2 separate regions of the Mus musculus genome follow, and region 1 is linked to region 2. Evidence: chromatin contacts called from public HiChIP or PLAC-seq data. All regions are on one chromosome and are shown on one strand. The core of a region is the stretch at or near the end of the contact, and the rest is flanking DNA. Distances in the headings are between cores, read along the strand shown.

Evidence for each region. HiChIP or PLAC-seq counts read pairs in DNA pulled down with a chosen protein or histone mark.
Region 1: a FOXA1 HiChIP or PLAC-seq map of pancreatic cancer cells shows a contact between it and region 2. The contact joins two enhancer-like sites. A contact is called at or near these places in 4 of 115 datasets of contacts at active chromatin or transcription factors (acute myeloid leukemia, embryonic stem cells, large pre-B cells and 1 more).

What each region holds. Positions count from the first base shown.
Region 1 is chr13:109,237,407-109,244,743 of GRCm38.p6, reverse strand. The region is part of intron 3 of Pde4d (phosphodiesterase 4D, cAMP specific); the gene reads right to left. Among named protein-coding and RNA genes, the nearest start is that of Mir582, 84 kb to the left of the region's middle. Within about 2 kb of position 2,148, at least 92 of the 459 cell types and tissues checked have an H3K27ac peak or open chromatin away from gene starts, as enhancers often do. A contact at or near this core is called in pancreatic cancer cells, where this site is marked.
Region 2 is chr13:108,225,409-108,232,029 of GRCm38.p6, reverse strand. The region is part of intron 1 of Elovl7 (ELOVL family member 7, elongation of long chain fatty acids (yeast)); the gene reads right to left. Among named protein-coding and RNA genes, the nearest start is that of Elovl7, 14 kb to the right of the region's middle. Within about 2 kb of position 2,654, at least 52 of the 459 cell types and tissues checked have an H3K27ac peak or open chromatin away from gene starts, as enhancers often do. A contact at or near this core is called in pancreatic cancer cells, where this site is marked.

The DNA of each region.
Region 1 (7,337 bases), core at 899-3,398, 1.0 Mb before region 2:
ATTATATATATAATTATACATATATATATATAATTGTAAAAAATAAAGAGAAAGTAAAGGAGTTTTAAAATATTCACATTAATATTTATGGCACCCAATTCAAGTCTTTATAGGGTTGCATTCAAAAGGAAACACTATTTTGGATTTTTTTTACTTGCCACAAAAGCATTCTGGTCTCTGAGTGGGCTACAAATTATTCATTTCCTACAGCCATATTTTCTTCTTTAGTAAGGATAAAAGGAAATGAATGAAAGTATGGCAGGGAATGGCTGTTATCAAGTTCAAGGAAATTCAGCTTTTGTTTGTGACTACCAGATAATTCTTTAGACAGAGTCCTGATGTGTGTAACCCTGGATGGCCGCGGACTTTCTATGTTGACCAGGCTGACCTAAGTACTAAGAACTAAGAACTGCTTTCTTTTCTTTTCTTTTCTTTTCTTTTCTTTTCTTTTCTTTTCTTTTTTTTTTTCCAGAGCTGAGGACCAAACACAGGGCCTTGAGCTTGCAAGGCAGGCACTCTACCACTGGGCTAAATCCCCACCCCACTCCCTTTTTATTTTAAAGATTTTATTATTATATCTAAGTGCACTGTAATTGTCTTCAGACACACCAGAAGAGGGCATCAGATCTCATTACGGATGTTTGTGAGCCACCATGTGGTTGCGGGGATTTGAACTCAGGACCTTTGGAAGAGTAGTCAGTCTCTTAACCGCTGAACCATCTCTCCAGGCCTCAGATAATTCTTTATGGTAAAATTTTTACTAGACTAACTTTAAAGCGGGCCTTCCCATCACCCATTCAGTTATTCAGTCAACAAATACTCACCGAACACTTAGTGGCTTCCAGGAATCTATTGTATGCAAATGTCAAAACAACACAGGGCCACTGGCATCTCAGAAAGTGACCCACCACACAGCAGTCAGGAGTGGTGAGCCACTGAGACCCACCTTGACTTCTCGGGGTTAGTCCAGAAGATGAATATGAGAGAGTAGAATCATTATTTATATCCAGGCAACAGAGGGGTGGCTGTTTTAAGTGTTATCTTGAAACAGATTAGTTTGCAGTGGGTTCTATGGGAAAAATGGAAGCATAATTCTACTTTGCTTCTTTTCTTAAATTTGATGTAGGTATTTTTATATAGCTCTTTTAGATGTGGGGGCTTGGGGATATAGTAATTATATTTCGATCCCAGATACAAAATCAGGGGCTTCACTGTAACTTTACACATGTACTTAAAATGGTTTAATCCCATTCACAAAGGACACTGCCTTGCTTTGTGCAGGACTCCAGCCTTCGGTAGGACAGAAAGTATGTGGTTTGCTTGTGATGCAATTCCTGCATTGGTTGCCCATGACAACGGTTGTTTTCTTCATTAGGTTTTATGTGGTTGGTCAGGTTATGCCAAGAGAATTGTACTCAGAGGAATTATGAGTCTGTTGAATGCCAGCTTTGAGCAGTGATTGCAGTGTGCAGTGGTAGAGAAGTGGCTCTCGGTTTGGTTAAGACAGAAACACAAACTCCTGGGTACCCTGCATAACCTGTGGCTTCTCTCTCCCTCTCCCTTAATATCTGTTTTCCAGCCACTGGAAAATGGCACATGTATGTTCAGAAAGTTCCACTAATCAGTTCTTTTCTGCTGCTCTCTTGTTTCTGTGGCTTCAAGAAGCCTTGAATTGCAATCTCCTGGATGCATCACTGAGAACAACTTAAGTCAACTATAATTTCCAACAGATCCCGAACATGGATTTGGAAAGATCAGGTGTTATTGAAATGAGCTATAATACATTCAGGCTGGAATCCAGCTGCTTCCAGCTTGTCTCCTCCCTCTCTGGGTTAACAAGTGTTTCCAAAGCCACGGGCATTAAGAATCCCGAAACAGCTAATTAACGGAGCCGATCTCCATCACATGAAGCCTGTGTGCTCCAGGCTGATGTGAGACCTCAGCTTCCCCAGGCTATCAGGACGGCGAGGGAGCGCTTGGAATTGGGTTGTGACATTCAGCTCCCTGCCTGTGGCAGAAAATAACCTCCTCAGAGAACAGTACTTTCAACAATGACAAAAAAGGTCTCATGGCCATGACTACGCAAAAGTAAATGAGCATTTCCTCATGTTCAGACTGTGACTCACAAGTGGCCTGTGAGTGGACCAAAGCCTGAGGTATTCCCTTGAAACTGAGTCCAGAGAAACACAGGCTTGGTGAGAGAGTGAGTTAGCTTTGGATCACAACCTTCCAACAGGCAAACAAAACCCAAGTAAAGAGGTATTGCTCTCCTTGTCCAACATTTTTTCCTACTTATCTATAGAATCAAAGATATAATCAAATTTACTTATTTAAAAAAATAAGACAAGTTACAATGAACTGACCAGGTCTTATATATATCTTTTCACAAGTTATGTACTTTAATAATAAAATCTTTTATCATACACAGAAAGATGTTCCCTCGTTCCCCTGGCTCAAACATCTGTCTTCCGTGATCTTAACAAACCTGTCTTTCTAAAACATACCATCCCCTACTTGAACAGACTTGATTTTTTTTTTCATGGTAGATAATATACATGTATTTTCTTATGCTCCTACACCTATCATTACTAGACTCACATCTGCAGAATTTCACTGTAGGCTCACAGACCAAATAGCGCGCCCTTGAGTTCTACAGCTGTCGAAATCTCCATTCCCAACAAGCCCCGCACCTTGAAGGCTGTCACCTCTTCTACCCAGTCACTCATTTCTTTCTTTGTTGAATTTTTGTTCATTCTTAAGACAGTGTTTTAATGTTACTTGCTCTGGGATTATTTACCTCCTTTACTTAGGACTATAGTCTCTACCCCTTTGGTTAACTCTCTTGCCATCCTTATCATGAGGCAAAGTTTGTGAGTTACCTCTTTGAGCTTAATGCTTATATTATTTTTAGAATATCCAGAATGAAATGACAAAGTGCTCCTATGGAAATGGACAAGTGCCTGGATCAAGGATTTAACCAGGTCACTGAACCAGATTATACTTAACTGTACTTTAAAGTCTACAATTAATCTTTTATATACTCTATTTTTTAATGATAAGTTTGAAGTGATAATAAAGAAGTATACCAGTTAGCAGTTAAAATTTGTATTTGACTCCTGCCTTATATGCACACCCCTTCTTTATGCAGATGTCATTAAAGGACTACAGAAGCTACACTAATTGAAATAGAAGAGCTGTGTGTATAGGCAGGTAACTTTCATTTGATGGTTAAGAACATTAAGATTCATCTTCCAAATGCATCATGTCAAGCCCAGAGTTTGGAATGATACTAACAGACTGAATTAGGAGATGATACAAATCATAACCGCTGGAAGAAATATAGGCTGAGTTAAATATGTAACACTAGTATGCACAGTCTAACACTCACCTATAGCAACTAGCTATGTAGAAAAACCAACACGTACAACAATAGAAAAAAGAGCAAATGGAAGACCTTTAAAAATAATTTGAGGGTTTTAAAACAATTTTTTAAAATGCATATTAATGTAAAAATAAAAAAAAAAGACTCGGAATATTTAGAGGATAGTTTTTGAAAAGGTCTGGTGACTGGCCATTCTAAGGTTTAGTGTTTTGTTCTGGAAACTACTCCTTGTGTGGAGAAATGAGCCAGGCACATGGTGCTTAGCCCAGTAACCAAGTCTTAGCTGTCTGAAGGAAAAGGTCACCCTGCACAGGACACAGGAGCAGCTGAGATTTGAACGCATGACCCCACAGGAGGACATGGGGAGAGCACAGAGCACCAAGTGTAGTGACACTGGACAGAATCTGGCACAGACACGACGAGAAAGAGAAATGCTCATGCGTACTGGCGCAGAGGCGGAATGGAAGCAAGGTGTGCTGGGAAGGAAGAGGTGGGGGATGGTAGTGTCTGAGTAGCGCCATGGCCTCCTAAGCCTTGGGGAGTCTGGCTTGGGTCTGGTGGGAGAGCATAAGGCCCTCAAACCTGAACTGGGAACGTTGAGCTATCTTTAGGAGGTCCCGGAAAAAGTTAGATGGACGGCGATGGGAACTGCTCCAGTGGTGTGGGGGAAAGCAACTGGAGAGTAGAGGTTGTACCCTTTGGTGCTTAGGGCTAGAGATAAAGGCAAGGTAAAGGGGAGGAGGGGTTAGAAAGTTTATTTATTAGAAATTTATTACAGGTAATAAGGTGAGTTTTATAAAGAGAAAATTAAAAAAGATGAAATCTAAAATACAACATAAATATGTGTATATATATGCAATATACATATACTAATATATGTGTATTATATCATATACATATACATACACATACACATACACATACACATACACATACATATATATGTGTGTATATAACTTCTAACCAAAAATCCTATTGGCAGAGAGTCAGTGTGCTCCGAAATCAGGATTTGCCTGAACAGATAACAGTTTTCTCGATGGGAACAGAGGTGTTGGTGGGAGAAAGAATAGCAAACTGAGAATCCTCATTCAAGGAAGACTGTCCCAGGGTTGGGAATGACAAATTGTCTCACACAGTGACAATTGTTTCCAGAATAAAAATGAGCAGAAATCCTGTGCTCAGAAGGAAGAACCAACGGCGGCCAGCACTGAGAGGCAAGCGAGCAGCCTCGTGAAGCCTGGTGTCCGCCTGAGCCACAGCCCAGTAGATCAAGCTGCCTGGGCAGGTGTACACGTTGGGCCATTCTGTGTTCCGAGGAAGAAGCTCTTGAATCACGGAGTCAGCGTGAACTCTGTACTCTACCGTATGCGTGATATGCTGTGTACAGTCTGTGTTTCTTGTTGTGCTAAGACTCAAGGTGTTCTGGCTTCTTCTGGATGATAATTAATATGACTTGGAATTATTGCACTTTTATTGGTTTCCCTGCAGCCATACAGTGTACTTAATGAGTCATTATATTTTCGCTTTTATACAAGTGAAAACTCATTTTCAATGTGAGCGAAAAATCATGCCCCTCTATATGTGTTATTTTTCTAAGACGAAAATGAGTCCTTAACTTAATTCCATTAGCCTTGTGTCTGTGGAAGTTTTCTATTTAGTGGCCTCCTCTGTAAGGAGGGAACTGGTGCTCTTCTAGGAATAGAGTTAGATCCGGGTTCGGCTTCACAAAGAATCAGTTCCGGCGCTCTGAGCTCTGTGTATCCAGAACTGCCGCTCTCATTAAAAAAAAAAAAAAAAAAAAAAAAATTGAGTGCCCTGAGCTAACATGGCATCCCGCAGCACAGCCAGTTGAAATGAAGCGGCAGGAAGTGCTCTTTGGTGGGAGTAGGGAGGGGGAAGGGAGAGGAAGTGACATCGTTCCTGTGGGCTCTACTCCACACCAGTGACAGAGGCGCTTGAAGCCCCAGGCAGTTTAAAAAGAACTGAAGAGCACAGAGTATCTCAATGCTCGTCAAAAACAAAGACACGGCAGCTACAAGGGACAGTAAGTAGGTTTGACATAAAGCCCTGAGAACTAAGACTTATAATCATGCATTTTCAAATACTCAAAAAACGAAGTAATGATGGGCATATTTAGAAATGTCACATTTTAGCCTGGGGAGGAAGAAGCCACTTCCCCCACCCCCACCCCCACCCCCACCCCCTCTTAGTGATTGGCCCAGAGTTAAATTTGTCATGGAGATGCTGAAGACTAAATTCACAATTTTACCCATTGCAAAGTCTTCAGGACTTTGTAAAAATAAAACCTGAAACAAGAAAATGACCTCAAGGGTTGAAAAGAAAAAAAAGAAAAAAAAAAAAAAAAAAAAAACGAATAAGCCGTTTCCCAGGAAAGAAAGATTACAGCAAAATCATTGTAGTGTGTATGGAAATTTCAAAGGGTGGTGAAGTGTATTCTGATGCCCAAAGACAATAACAGGATGCTGACCAAAGCTGTTGAGCTGCAAGCAGCTCACTCACCTCAGGACCTACGGAGCCATTGACGTTGCTTTTTCTCTTTCCTCTTCCTCTCTTTGTCCTTATCTTTTTTTTTTTTTTAACCTTTTGCCCTCTGCCTTCTCCTGTCCTCTGTCTTTCTGTTTGTCTTTTAACTGAGCCTAATATAAAATTCATGGTAGCTGATAAGGAAATCCATCTTATATCACGAAAGACTATCCTTCACGTTAACCCTGGACAGGTATAATCTGCCATTTCTTCTGTTCACTTTATTTTCATTGGATGCCATCACAATTCTTCAAAGCTAACCCCGAATGAGTATGGGGTGGGGTTGGGGGAAAACACATACGTGTTACCAATACTCTGTGCAGAGGAAAATGCTCCCCAGCTCTGTGGAAGAAATACTTCTGGAATGCAGCCTCAGACCTGGGGCCCTTCATCCTGTTTATCAAAGCATGATCCACTGTGGCACGTTGGAGGAAACAATGTCAAAAGAAGAATGGGATCCAAGAGAATTCAAGCACACCTCTTATTTTAAAATTCTCCATTAAGTGGAGCTCAGTTCTTTGTAATGCACACACAGTCTAAATACGTTGTCCTTGGATGGAGAACACATCAATTATTAAAAGCCACAAGAAGAAACATTCTACTTGATCTTAGCCAAAGGCTAAAAAGCAGTGACTGTGATAGTGGGAGGGGAGTTCACAGTGTTCAGAGCAGCACAAAGCCACCTTAGAGAACCTGTAGGGGGAATTCTGGCTCCTCTCAGCAGATGGCATTGAACACTTCCTTTAACCTCAGGATCCTGTGCAGCAGAATTCAGACACTGTATCGCTAAGCTTCTTAGAGAAAGAACAACTGGTGGTAAGGCCTAGGCTAAGGCCCCCTCCCCCTATGTCTGTGCCCAAGACTATTCTTTTATATTATGAATGTTATCTGCAGTACTTACTTTATTTATTTCAATACTATTTTTTAGAGTATCTTCTCCATTACAATCAGTCATAAGCTGATCCCAATAAGTTATAAAATTAAATTTTCAAATGTAATCATTAAAAAAAGAAGAAAAAAAAATCAAGTCCCTGCCTCCAAGTTAAAAGCTTCAGGAAGGAGGGGCCTGTCCTGGACTGAGAATCATACAATTTGAATATTTGAATACAAGCTTATCTCTGCCCCTTGTTCCTTAGAGGGCTCTAGGCAACCCACGTAAGCCCCAAGCCTGAACTCTCATATCCTTCCCCACAAAGCAGGAATGGTCCTATTTGGAGATGGTTTGAGTGTGGAAGTGATTAGGAGTGGATAAGGTCATTAGAGTGCAGCGCCCATGACTAAGTCCCGGTGGATTTTAAGAGCAGTGAGACTCTACTAACATTCATATAGATGCTCATTCTTGTCTCCGGCCACCTTGGGACTCAACCTACAAGTAGGCCATTCTTAAACAGTGTTCCTTGCTCAAAACCAA
Region 2 (6,621 bases), core at 1,405-3,904:
CACTGAAAGTGTAAGTCCAGCCTAAGACACATGAGACTATCTCAAAATGCAAAACTAAACAAAAAAAAAGACAATTTGATATAGACCTCAATATACTAAACACTATCTAACAGACATCTGATGGTATTTTTCCTTACGGCTCACTCTCTTCCTCATTATACAAACCCAGGACCCAGCTTGGAATCTTTTTTGGTCCTGTTGTTGTTTAAGATAGCATGTCATTTAGTCCAGGTTAGTTTTGAACTTGCTATGCAGCTAAGGATGACTTTGAACCTCTGATCCCCTGCTTCCATCTCTCAAGTGCTCAGATTACAGGCATGCACCACCACACCCAGCTAAACTGGACTGAGGATTGAACTCAGAGCCTGGTGCACGCTGTATAAGCAGTTCACCAATGGAATTACATGCCCTCCTTCCTCACCTGCAGTCTAGACTCTTAAGTCAGTATCAAAATGTATATGAATGAATGAATGAATGAATGAATGACTAAGTGAACAGATAAAGCAAAGATGGACGCACAGAATGGGTAAATGGTCTGATGGCTTGAAAGAATGGAAGCTGAAGGGCTATGATTCATTTTCTCTCTCTCTCTCTCTCTCTCTCTCTCTCTCTCTGCATATATATATGTGTGTGTGTGTGTATGTATATATAAATGTATATATATGTGTGTGTGTGTGTGTGTGAGAGAGAGAGAGAGAGAGAAAATCTGATACCTTTGTACTTCCATGAAAAAATGAGAGAAGCCAAAGTACACATATTTAAGAACTGTGATGATAATCCTTCCACAATTAGATAATTGCCATTGTGGTAGACAAAACAAAGCTCCCTTATAACAGGTATTCATGGCCTAACCCGTGACTACGCTACATGGCAAAACAGTCTACCAATGTAATTAAGGTGACAGGTCTTAAAATAGAGATTAGCCTGGATTGCCATGGTAAGCTCTAGGTAATTACAGAAGCAGTTTAAAAAAAAAAAAGTATTGTGCCTGGCTAGGCACAAATCACTGATGCCCTCAAGACTCCAGGCCAATACTCAGAAATTAGAAAGAGGCACACACACATGTTACCCTTTTCTGACTGCCCAGGAAATGAAGACTCTTGTAGCCACACAGGAGGAGAGTGCCCCTGCAATGTGGCTGACCTCAGAAGTGTTCCCCCAGGAGCTGAATCGGGGGGTGATGAAGATAGTTCATAAGGTCGAGGCACTTGCCACCAAACCATCCCAGGAAGCCATACAGAGGAAGCAGAGAACTAACTACAAGTGGTCCTCTGACCTATACATACATGTATATGAATGTGTTTTTGCAGCATACATGAGTCCGTGCACGCACATATATACACACACAGATAAATAAATGCACAATATTGATAAAATGAGCCCAATAAGCCAATACTTTGATTTGGGCCTAGTGAAACATAGCAGAGAAATCAGCCATACCAAGCAGGACTTCTGGTATGTTAATAAATGTACGCTGTCTAGATCTACTGACTTTGTGATGCAATAAAAATGAGTACACTGAATGTTTTAACCTAGCAACCATTTGTTGAGTCTGTTCCAAGTGCGAGGCCTTATGGCAAGTGTTTGGGATGAAAAACTTGGTGGGATTGTCTCATCAACTCACAAGCATATAAGCCCAGTGAATTCTATTATGACGGGCATAGCATCAGACTCTTGACCGCACCTCCAACCCCTTCCTCTTTTATGACGAACTCTCCCATTGGCCTGGATCAATAACCCATCACAGTATTGCCAGCCATCTCCAAACTTTATTGAGCCCCAAAGACTCTGTGATTCATTCCGCCTCAGTGGTATTTTCTCCCGTGAGCTCCTTTCTCCTTCCTTCCACTTCCATTTACGGTGCCTGGTCCACACTAATCTCTCACCTGGATTGCTTCTGTAACTTATTAACCAGACTTCCTGACTTGGCGGCTTTCCATTTTCTTCAGTGCCACCAGAGTCATCTAATAAGGATTAAGTGGACTATTTTGTGCCCAGTGTTTCATTTAAGACAGCCTATAGTGAAAGAAAAGAAAAGAAAAGAAAAGAAAAGAAAAGAAAAGAAAAGAAAAGAAAAGAGAGAGAGAAAGAGAAAGCCTTACAAAACCCGTGCTTGCTTCAAATCTCAATGCCTAGAGAGAATCTACAACACAAGCCATTGTGAAGGTGTTGATTGAACAAAGGAGCTCAGCCCACTGTCTCTAGCCTTCTCTCTTGCCTTCTAGCACACCCCATGATGCTTCTTTTGTTCTGGATCAGTCACAAAAGGACCCACCATAAAGATATGCTTCAATCCCCCCCCCCCCCCCATAACTATAAAGCTTTAACCACATGGCTAGTTAAGGTTGTAGCAGGCTTTGGGTTTCCCTTTTAGCTGAACTATTCAGGAACACCATTAGTGTGCCTGGTGCAGACCCTTCTTCTATCGTGGCTTACAGCAGAGGTGATGAGAATGTGCAAACTGTCTGCTACTACTGTGGCAGAAACCAGGTCCAGAAATCAAAGGTAACCATTTAGAGATGCTCCCAGAAATCTGACACCCCTGTGACAGGAAAGAATGAAACACTTGCTGAAGTCGGTTCAGACTAGCTGAGGTGTTGCTGAGTTGGTGAGGTGAGTCACCTCTGGTGCAACTCCCTTAGTCACTCTGAGTAATAGGACCATTTATTGATCCAGGCTAGGAAAACACAAACAGATAAAATCCCCAATGGCCCACCGCCACGGTTTGAGCAGTTCAAGTAGTTTGAAAAGTATTCATTCACTGCCCTCCAGTATGTGTTCATGTTACTCCTCTCTTGAACCCTGTTTCCAGCATGGGACAATACAGTCATCCAGAAAGTATCAGTGAATAGACTATTAAAGATGTGAGTGTTTTTTAAAAAGCTTTGTGGGCAGATCTGAGATCTGAACTATTTCTTAAGGGATGGTAGGGATTGGGTACTTTCTGGCAGTAGAATGAATAAGCCTCCTGAGGATGGAGAGGAGACTAACAGTGTGACACGATGCTGTAGCAATGGGGACCTTCCCAAAGGACTTTCCCCCTCTTTGAAAAGCTCAGTAAGTGACTGAGACCCCACACGCGTCGCCACCTTCCACCACACTCACAACCCACTTACTACAGAACAACTCCCGCAACACAGACTCTACAGGTCTCAGCTGTAGCCCAAGAGAGAGATGACTAGAAGGGGGTGGTGGCCCCAATGGCAGAGAAGAGCAAGTGTAGTCTAACAGCACTCACCTCTGAGAAATGAGTAAAAGCTCTCAACAAGGGCACAGCTTGGCAATGCATATGTCACCGTAGTGGGCACAGTCAAGAACTATCCATGAAGCAACATAGATGGGTTTGGTAACTCAGTCACAGTAGAGAATGACGAAAGCTTCCAAGGTTGGGGCTACCAGGTAAGATAAGCAACAGCAACAGAGAAACAGGTTTTTAAGAGAGCAGAACATTGGGAAACCATGGTGTGACAACCTTACTCATCGTTCAGGTGGAGATGCTCAGCAGGTGTTCAGGAGGAAGGTCCAAGAAGAAAGTTCTGTGGATTTAAAAGACTTCCTGATCTAGTTGGGGATAAAACTCCAGTAACAGATGTGTGAGAAAGATGGTTATCTAAGGATAGAGCCATGGAGAATATCACTATTTAAGGAGTGTGCTGGGGGAAAGACTCTCAGAGATGGAGAGGAAAAGGAAATGTGGAAAAGACGCAGAGTATGTATAGAATCACAAAACCAGAAGGGAGAATAAAGCAGTGAAGTCAGTCAGTGTGTTAGACAGGTCAAAATGGCCCCTACTGAAACCCCTATGGCTTAGGATAGGGAAAGAAGGCTGACTCTCAAGGCAGAAGCCAAATGTTAAGATAGGAAAGATGAATGACAGACAACCCTGAATCAGCCAACTTCAACAGCTACTAGTCATGAAAGCGAGAGAAGAGGGAAAATGGGCAAAATCAAGCTTTTTATCATTCTTTTGGTATTGGTGTCTTGGACTTTTGAGTTGGTTTTTTTGGTTGGTTGGTTGGTTGGTTGGTTGGTTGGTTGTTTTTTTGTATACTACAGGTGGGCTGCCAATTCTGCTATTAGCAGAGGCTAGCTCTGAACTTGCGGTTGTCACCTTGCCTTAGCTTCCCAGGAATACTTTTCCACCAGGGCAACCATGAGCTTCTTCTCCTCTGAGGAAGGGTAATGTGAAGAAGGGTGTGATGGAAATGATTTCATAGACAGCAGGAATGCTTCCTAGGGCCCCAGTATGAGACAGGGCCCCTTTGCCAAGCACTCATAGCAATGATCACAAGCTGGGTTGCCTAAGTGACCTGCACATATGCATCTGGAGCGGGCATGGGCTTACTTATCTGTGCACTCTATGCCCAACACTTGGCACGACCTCAGTGAAATGAAAGCAAAAAGCATTAAAAGGATTTCACCAACAAAATCTTCTTGTTGTTGTTGTTGTTTTCTATCAAAGTAGGTAATGACATCAAATGCTGAAGGTTATAAAATGTAGTTAAGTAGGAGGGTCCCTTCTGGCCCTGCTTTGGTGAAGGGTCTCACTACGTAGCTCTGAGTGAATTTGAACTCAAAATCCTCTTACCTCAGCCTCCTCCAGGGCGGAGATTACAACGAGCTCTATACCATGATGCTTAGCTGGCAGGGGGCTTTTATTTATATTTGTTATATAAATATACTTATACTTATGTGTATATCCATGTGTGTGTATTTAAATCTAGGTCCCACACACTAGAGAAAACATATGATACCTATCTTTCATTCCCATAGGATGATTTTAGAATTAGTGAAAGAACTGTATCATTGTTAGGAGCAATGGGAAGTAAGACTCCTTCATGCTTGCATGCAGAATCATCTGGAGAATATGATGTAATACTGATACTTCCGTCATACTCTAAAATTTCAGATTTAATTGCCCTTGGCCGTGAGCATCTCTGTTCAGTTGAATGGTGTTTGTTTGTTTGTTTGAGACAATGTAGGCTGACACCCACTCATCCCAGGATGAAGTAGGAATGCTTGCTTCATCCACCCAAGTAGCTGAGAATCAGGGCAATGGGGTTTTTTTAATTCACAATGGTTGTGTTATGGGGCCAAGATATAGAGTAACTAAGGGAAAGGATTTAGTAATGTTGGCCAGCGTGTAAGCAAGATTGAAGTCCATCAGTCGACTCTCTGTTTTATCCAATTTTCAAAAACAACTGTTGAGATACTTAGATTACATTCAGGGACAACCGTAGTAATTAACTTAGAGACACTTTGCCAAGTACATATGGAAACAAGACAGAGACGAAGAGGAGACCAATGGAAAACAAAGGTCACTCTAGGACGGTATTGAGGAAGAGCCTTAAGAGATGGAAGGACAGATGCTGCGGCTTAGAGATGAGATGTTAGAGCTAATTACATGCTCCTGGAATGGTCCCAGCTAAGTGCCAACATGGGAAAGAAAGTGGGTGGTGACAGTGACAGAGGTCATCAGTAAAGTTAGACAAGGAAAGCCTAGACTACCCACAGCACAGCACCCAGAAGGACTGGGAAGGCTGCAGAGCAGCAGGAGGCATGGGACTGGAAAGCCATCCACCACCGAAAGGAATGAAGCAGGGAACAACAGATAGGATATAGAGGGAGAGGGAGCAGAAGCCGACCTCAAGAAAGACGTCCAAAACCAGAGATCTTTGCTTCATTTTCCCATGGAGGTGACTTCTTTGCAAATGTGCAAAACAGCAGATGGCAGAAGCCTGGCCAGTTCCCAGACCCAGTGACCCCTTTGAAGATGAGACGAGTTTCCACTTCTTCCACCCAGATATCAAATATGTCAGCCAACGGGCAACTCAGTCATCTAAATGCATTCCTCCGGAATGCAGCCACTTTCCGGAATCAAAGAAAGGTGCACATTTCCTCTGAGGCATTATGGGTCCCTCCAGAAACTGAAATTAAAATTGCAACAAGGGGCTGCCCCAGAAAAGTGATCATGGCAATAGTTATAAATGTGCTCTTAGGGAAATAGAAAATGGTCTTTTTTAGACAATTTATAGGGGGTACTCAAACAGCCTGCATTTTCTTTCTAGATGAATTATTGGTAAAGAACAAGGGAAGAATCCCATCTATTATAGTTTACCCACCACTGTATGATGTCTGAAATAGTTCAATCATTTCTATTCCTTTGAAAAGGCCATCATGGAAACAGTGCTCAGAAGAGGCCACCTTAGTTAAAAGTCTAAATTCTGGACGTGCGCCTGTTGCTTGGGTATTCTGCAGTGGAAGAGAACTGGGGTGTCTCGGGTCTCGGCTAGAGATTCCTTTGCTGTGGTTTTCCTGTGTCCAGTTCTGGTTGCCTAAGTCACCTATGCAACTTGCTTAAAACCCAGGTTCCCTAAAACCCCCTCCCCTCCCTCACCTCTTCCTCCCAACTCCACTCCTCCTTCAGACTGTCTAATAATGCACCTTGGGAGATAAACAAAATTAATCTTGTGTCTATTTATGTCATCCGTTAAGCCTACTGCATAGCCCTTTTTGTGTTTGCCCTTTTTTGGTTTATTTGCAGATGTTTCATGTTGCTTACATGTTTCATGACACTGAGTAATTATTTTAAACTTCTTCGGTGTGACAGTGTGTTACATT